Linked DNA regions of Mus musculus: region 1 is linked to region 2. A link is a contact called in public HiChIP or PLAC-seq data. All regions are on one chromosome and are shown on one strand. Each heading gives the region's core, a stretch centred on a gene start, on an enhancer-like site or on the middle of the called end of the contact. The rest is flanking DNA. Distances are from core to core; before and after follow the strand shown. Region 1 overlaps St6galnac3 (ST6 (alpha-N-acetyl-neuraminyl-2,3-beta-galactosyl-1,3)-N-acetylgalactosaminide alpha-2,6-sialyltransferase 3). Region 2 overlaps St6galnac5 (ST6 (alpha-N-acetyl-neuraminyl-2,3-beta-galactosyl-1,3)-N-acetylgalactosaminide alpha-2,6-sialyltransferase 5).

Region 1 (3,178 bases), core at 666-3,165, 740 kb after region 2:
AGTAATCCCCCTGCCTCAGGAGCTTCTCACAGCAGCTGAGAGGTGAGGGGCCACTGGACTGGCAGTCTAAGCGGTAAATGGAAGTCTGAATAAACAGACACGAGAGGCTAAGCCTCAGCATCCAGCGATGCCGCAGAGCCACGACGCCTGTCTGGCTTTACTTTTTAAAGATGCCTTGTTTTTAATCATATGCACATGTATGTGTCTCTGTGAGGGTATGTGCACATGAGGTGTCTACAGAGCCAGAAGGAGGTGGAGTTACAGGGGCCTAAGAGCTTCAGGATGTAGGTGCTGGGAGTGGAACTCTGGTCCTCTGAAAGACCAGCATGTGTTCTTAACCTCTCTAGCCTTTGGGTTTTGGTGACTGAATCTCATTTTGCCCAGGCTGGCACTGAACTCATGACCGTTCTGCATCCACCTCGCTGGAGTCATGGCTGCAGGCACACATACCCAGCCTGCTCCCGTGTTGCTGTATCTATTGTGTGGTGTGTGTGTGAGTGGCATGTATGTGTGTGCATGACTATGTGTGTTGGGGTGCATGTGTGCATTTGCATGCAGGCTATGTCATGCCTGTAGAAGGCAAAGGACAACCGCAGGTGTCGGTCCCCATTTTACCATGTCATTTCCTGATGCTGCATGTATCCCAGGCTAGCCAGCCTGTGGGCTTCTCAGGGCTCTCCTCCTTGACCTTTCACCTCATTGTAAGGGCACAGGGATACATATCCATGCTAATACACCCACCTTTACATGGGTTTCTGGGGATTTGAACTTGGGTCCTCACACTTGCATAGCAAGCACGCAGATGCTTTTAAGCACTGGTCTTGCATCCCGCCTCTGGCTGAACACCATAGCTCAACTGCTACAGCCCAGGCTGGGAATACCAGCACCCCTCCAGAGGCACCCTACCTCCTCTTCGTGGAGATGCTTGTGATAGACACAGTGCTGTCAGCTCACTAGGACTTCATGTTCAGACATGTTCCCACCCTGAGCACTTTTTTAAAACTCTGAGATTTCAGAGGCTGACCTTTGCAGGACTCTCAGATCTCCCTGACAACGAGCATGCATTTCATCTTTCTTTTGGGGAGGCAGGGGAGCATTGTTAAGAAGGGGTTTCATATACAGCTCATGCTAGCCTCAAAGGAGTCCACATGAGAGAGACAGGGAGAGAGCAAGGGAAGGGGAAAAGGGAGAGGAAGAAAGTGAGCTAGTTCAAACAAGCATTTCCTCTAGAACTCACAAGCCTTCTGACTTTGACCAAAAAGTTAAAACCCTTGAAAAGACTTTCACCTCAGAGAATCGTCATCTTGGGCCCATGGTCCCACACAGGCCAGTTCCCTTCAGAGGAAAACAATGGAAGCTTTCTTTAGTCTCCGTAGGCATGACAGAGCTTACGTGCAAGTGCCCATTCTCTCACACGGCCATACACACACACACACACACACACACACACACACACACACACGCACACGCAATGCGGCTTTCACGCAAATACCGGTCAGTACAGATACAGACTAAGGACTGCTGAATTCCAGTCTCCTCTGGGACGGGGATGGCGGAGGGGAGGGGCTGTGCTCCAGCAAGAGTGTGTGCTCACAGCAGGCTATCTTGCACTTCCCTAGCCTTTGCTTAGATCCCCACACCTCTGCCTACTCCACACATATTGCAGTCACGATCACGGGAACACGGGACACAGAAACATGTATCTCCTAACACGTGGCCTGGGAAGGTGGTGCTCTGGGCAAGGCTCACTGGTACTCGATTGGCCGCCATATTTCCAGAACTCCCCCAGATGCGAGGTGTGCAAATAGCTAACAGCAAAAGGAGACTGGAAAGAGAAGCCTGGGGAAGAAGACAGCAAGGACTGAGGAGAGCACAGAGGGTTCAGCCACCTGGTCATTTAGCTGAGTCATGGTCTCCTCCACACAGGGGCAGAGCAGGAAGCAGGAGAGTTGACAGCAATGGCAGGTGTCCAAGGGGAGCAGAGGCCTGGCTTCTGGGGTCGCATTTCCTGACTCTAGAATCTGAGTTTTCCTTTCTGGAAAAGCACTGACACCACAATCCATTGTGAATTTATGAGATGCTGCTTTCTCAAGCTCCTGTGATTGGCCGTGACCCTGTGTAAATAACCCTGGGCACGGTCTCGTGCAAATGACTGGTATAAAAAAAAAAACACGCCATTTCTGACGCCTATAAATTTGTTAGTTCTGGATAAAATACTCTTAGGAAGAACTTTGAGACAAAGACTATAATTCAAACTCATCCTAAGCAAGGGAGTGAAAAGGAAGGAACCGCTTTCTGAATATTTGAATCTGCTTTCCCAGAACTAAATTAGACCTGAGGTGCCCCGAGCCCGGAACCAGAGGCTTCCCAAACTCTGCTGTTCGGCCAACCGTGAAAGCTACTCATCGGTAGGAACTTTCCTGGGTTTGCTCATCTGAAGCCGACTTGGCATGCACACCAATCCCACACACGGCTGATCACTACCATTGATGCTTCTCTTCTTTCTCTCTCCAAAAGAACCAAGGTAGAATTAGCTTGGGATCTCTCCACTGAATCATAGAAAATACCACAGGATAAGATGAAAATTGAGTTTTGTCAAAACCCTCACACATTACCAAGCCATGGAAATGCTTTTATCTGTAAGCTGTATATCAATGAACAGACAGTGCACTGACAACAGACTCTGTCCCGGACAAAGTCTGTCTCTTGACAGAAATAAACACATTTTAAACAGCTACTGACCAGGTTCACATCCTTGGAGTCTGACCTTTGAAAAGTGCACTTAGACATGGTCTGCAGCTGCCTCTTTGCTGGCTTTTTACAAGGAACAGTTCCGAAGCAAAGACGCTGTGGTAAGTCTTGTGAGCCTGTTAACTGTGGGTGGTGGTGATTTCCAGTCTGTGAGAGAAGATTCCTGGACACCGCAGAGGAGCAAGCAGGGCGGTCGGGCCTTCAGCGAGCCAATGCTGAAAGTTAGTTGCGAATGGATTTCCCTTTGAGTCACAGACTCAAGGGCACACCTTGGACAAAGCCTTCTAAGATCTCCTCTGTGCACTCTGCTCCATGGAGGGCCACAGGGGATGGCTGGAAACCAGTCATGTGATCCCAAGCCAGGAGTGGAGGCCCACGCGTGGAAACTGTTGAGAGGAGCATCTGCCACGTTACTGGCACATTCCGC
Region 2 (3,137 bases), core at 60-2,559:
GGATGAACGTGGTGACGGCCAACTCCTTGAGTGCTGTGTATAGCTTTTAAATGTTACCTACAAATTTATAATGTCCCTGATTAGCTTGAAATGTCAAAATCGTAGCTGAAGACCCCACAGAGGATTTCTAAAGGGCGAGGTGCCTTTCCTTTCTTTCTTTTTCTTTTTGCTTTGCTTTCTTCTTTTCCCTCCTCTAGATTCGTCAGAACTAGCTAGCAAAAGCTCCCCGCTTAGCCTGCTAATGACTATCAGAAATATTCACAGTGTTCCCTGGGTTTCTTCTCTTCTCGCGTGGTCAGGCTTTAACATGCAGTCCTTAGTCTCAGCCTAATTACTCACATTTGAAGCGGGAACCTCACATCTGTCACAAAGCTCTTAGGCCACTTTTAGGAAGGCCTTGCTGTCAACAACAGGAAGTGGGAGGAGGGGTTGGGGGTGGACTCTCTTATCTCAGACAATATGTGGAATTGCACCTGACTGACAAAGCCACTGAAGAAGCTGGTGATAATATTATTACAGTAGCTACCATATGTCTTACATCAAATGCGGCTCTAGCTTTATCATTTTCACTGGGGCTCTCTAGAAGGAGATGGGAGAGAGCTGCCGCAGAGATCTGGCTCTCCACTGAAATGCAGGCTTCCTGCTCCTCTATAAAGGAAACAACTAAAACTCCATTTGCATCAAGAACCGAGAGCCCTAGGTTAATTACAGGTAAGGGTATGTTTACATTCCCCAGGGCTAGCTACTGACAGGTTTTATTTCTGAGGGAAAAAAAAAAATGCTGCTGCAGTTTGACTAAATCCACAGGTCTTTTTTTTTTTTTCCACTCTTAAAATTCTGTGTGGCCGAAAGGAACCCATCACTCAAAGATCTTTCAAAGGTAACCTGGAAAACCTTCATTTTCCAGAGTCTGAATGCAGTTAGAGAACCCAAAGTTCAGACCCGGAAGCCTAAACAAAAGAAGACATGGGAGGTCGATACCTTTGTGAGGCTCAAAAGAGGGCGGGTGGCCTCGGGGCATGATGATGGTGACATAATCGGCCAATTAAAACCTTGAGACAAAGTCTGAGCCATACAGGTGCAGAGCCCAGGATGCTGTGAGCTAAGACTAGTCAGCCGGACAATAGTATCAAAGAGCTAACTTCCCAGGTGGGTAACATGCTTGCTTTGAAAGGACCAGGACACGTGCTAGATCCCAGAACAGATGTAAAAAGTAGGGAGAGGCAATGTGCACTTGCAATCCAGCACACAGGGAGACGGAGACAGGCGGGTCGCTGGGGCTGACTAACAAACCTCTTCAAGGCCAGTGAGAGGACTTGTTACAAAGAAACAAACAAAAAGATGGGTGTTATCTGAGGTATGACTGCTAAGGTTGTCCTCTGATCGCCACATACACACACCACTTCCCACATCTGCAAGGCTTCTAGCTTCATCCCTTTCTTTTCTTTCTTCCTCCCTCTCTCCCTCTTCCCCTCCCTGCTGTGGATGGCTCTATGCTGCTTGCTCTCTCAGGACAGTAATGTACTCAGGTGGCTTCTTGTGAACCAATCCTCTAATGAATAAAGGAGCCAATCACTGGGCGAGTAGGCGGGACTTCCGGGTTGGACTGAAGAAGAGGGCAAAGCAGGAGAGAGTTAGGTCCTCTTTGGAACAGACTGCAGAGGGGTAAGGTGTAGCTGTTAGAGTTTCCCAGGCCATTGCCCACCAGCCAGCCAAGAGTTAGAGGCACAAGTGCGGGAGCATGATGGTTCTTCATTTTTTAATATTTCCCACAGCACCGCCCTCCCTCTTTTCCTCTCCCTCTTCCTCCCCTCCCTCTCTCCCTCTTTTCCTCCCCCTCTTCCTCCTCTGTCCTTCCTTTTCGCCTAGTACCAGAGGGAATGATGGATCAGCCAAGCTAACCTTAGCAACTGTCAGGGCCGTAGCTCCTCTGTAGGTTGTTAAGTTACTTCTTTAGGTTTAGATTCAGTTTTCCAAAGCCACGAACCACAGATACGATGCCACAGGCTTTCTTGCCCAGCCAGCCATGAGCTATTTAGCTGTCACTTTGTACCTGCAAGTCCCCAGGGACTCTAGATTTAGCAGTGGGAGCCAGTCTGTCTCTTGCCAGTCTCTGACCACCATCTCTGTCTCTCCTGGTGCTCACTTCTTTGCCTTTAGCACTCCTAGCCACTGACAGACATTCTCACATTGACCTGTTTGTGTAGTGATTCATGTTTGCTTCCTCACCCCCCCCCTCCCACACACACACCTGTGCACAAGCACAGCTTCGTTCTGAAGTGGCCATTCTTGTCTAGAGTGGATGAACCAAGTATCTAATCACTGAGGCAAACGGTAGCTTGTGATCTCAGGAGGCCTGGGCACTGGCTATGGATGCAGCCACTGTCAGAACACTGGCTTCACACAGATGGCCTAGACATGGGGAGTGTTTTTAATGCAGGCCATTTCTCTGGAGAAGAAATAAGACAGAAAATAATGCCAAGTTCGCCACAGGCACCTGAAGAAAAACTATTTGTCTTTGAAGGGTGTGAGGCAGAAACCATATCCAGCAAAACCTTTGTCAGATAAAACTGAAAGATAAGGTCTGCCCCCCACCCCCTTTGTTTTAATTTGTAGATAGAAACACTGGGAATTAAAAGACATTCTACTGAGAAGGTAGGTACTCTATCCTACGTAAGGAGTATCTATTCCAACGATGAGTAGTGGTATATACCTATAATCTCAGACCTTGGGAGACAAAGGCAGGGGTTTTTGGAAAAGCCAGGTCCACACGGAATTCTACATCAGCCAGCACTGAATAGGAAGACCTAATCATAAACAAACAAATAAATCTTTTGTAAGCAGAGCCCCCACCCTGTTCCATCTGAAGACTACAGTTTCCCCTTATTGTGATTACTCTAAATCAAGACATCTCAAGACCCTAGGTTTTGTTTTTGTTTGCTTGGTTTTTGTTTTGTTTTGTTTTGGCCAAGATGTTTATGACCACAGTCAACTTGATGAGATTGAGAATCATGTAGGACGTTTTAAAAGTGTACCTCTTGTGTGTTTGTAAAGGCATTTGCATTGCATTGACTCAGAAGGCTGTGGTGTAATGGATGGATTGGTCCCCTGATGGAGTCGTAACATGATGGCAGGAA

What was found. HiChIP or PLAC-seq counts read pairs in DNA pulled down with a chosen protein or histone mark.
Region 1: an H3K27ac HiChIP or PLAC-seq map of embryonic stem cells shows a contact between it and region 2, with 4 times the contacts expected there. The contact joins two enhancer-like sites. A contact is called at or near these places in 3 of 39 promoter capture datasets (the C10 cell line, cranial neural crest and second pharyngeal arch cranial neural crest) and 4 of 115 datasets of contacts at active chromatin or transcription factors (embryonic stem cells and large pre-B cells).

Annotation. Positions count from the first base shown.
Region 1 is chr3:153,667,121-153,670,298 of GRCm38.p6, forward strand. All of the region lies in intron 1 of St6galnac3 (ST6 (alpha-N-acetyl-neuraminyl-2,3-beta-galactosyl-1,3)-N-acetylgalactosaminide alpha-2,6-sialyltransferase 3), which reads right to left. Among named protein-coding and RNA genes, the nearest start is that of St6galnac3, 56 kb to the right of the region's middle. Within about 2 kb of position 1,916, at least 59 of the 459 cell types and tissues checked have an H3K27ac peak or open chromatin away from gene starts, as enhancers often do. A contact at or near this core is called in embryonic stem cells, where this site is marked.
Region 2 is chr3:152,928,407-152,931,543 of GRCm38.p6, forward strand. All of the region lies in intron 2 of St6galnac5 (ST6 (alpha-N-acetyl-neuraminyl-2,3-beta-galactosyl-1,3)-N-acetylgalactosaminide alpha-2,6-sialyltransferase 5), which reads right to left. All of the region lies in intron 2 of Gm46830 (a long non-coding RNA gene), which reads left to right. Among named protein-coding and RNA genes, the nearest start is that of Gm46830, 30 kb to the left of the region's middle. Within about 2 kb of position 1,310, at least 82 of the 459 cell types and tissues checked have an H3K27ac peak or open chromatin away from gene starts, as enhancers often do. A contact at or near this core is called in embryonic stem cells, where this site is marked.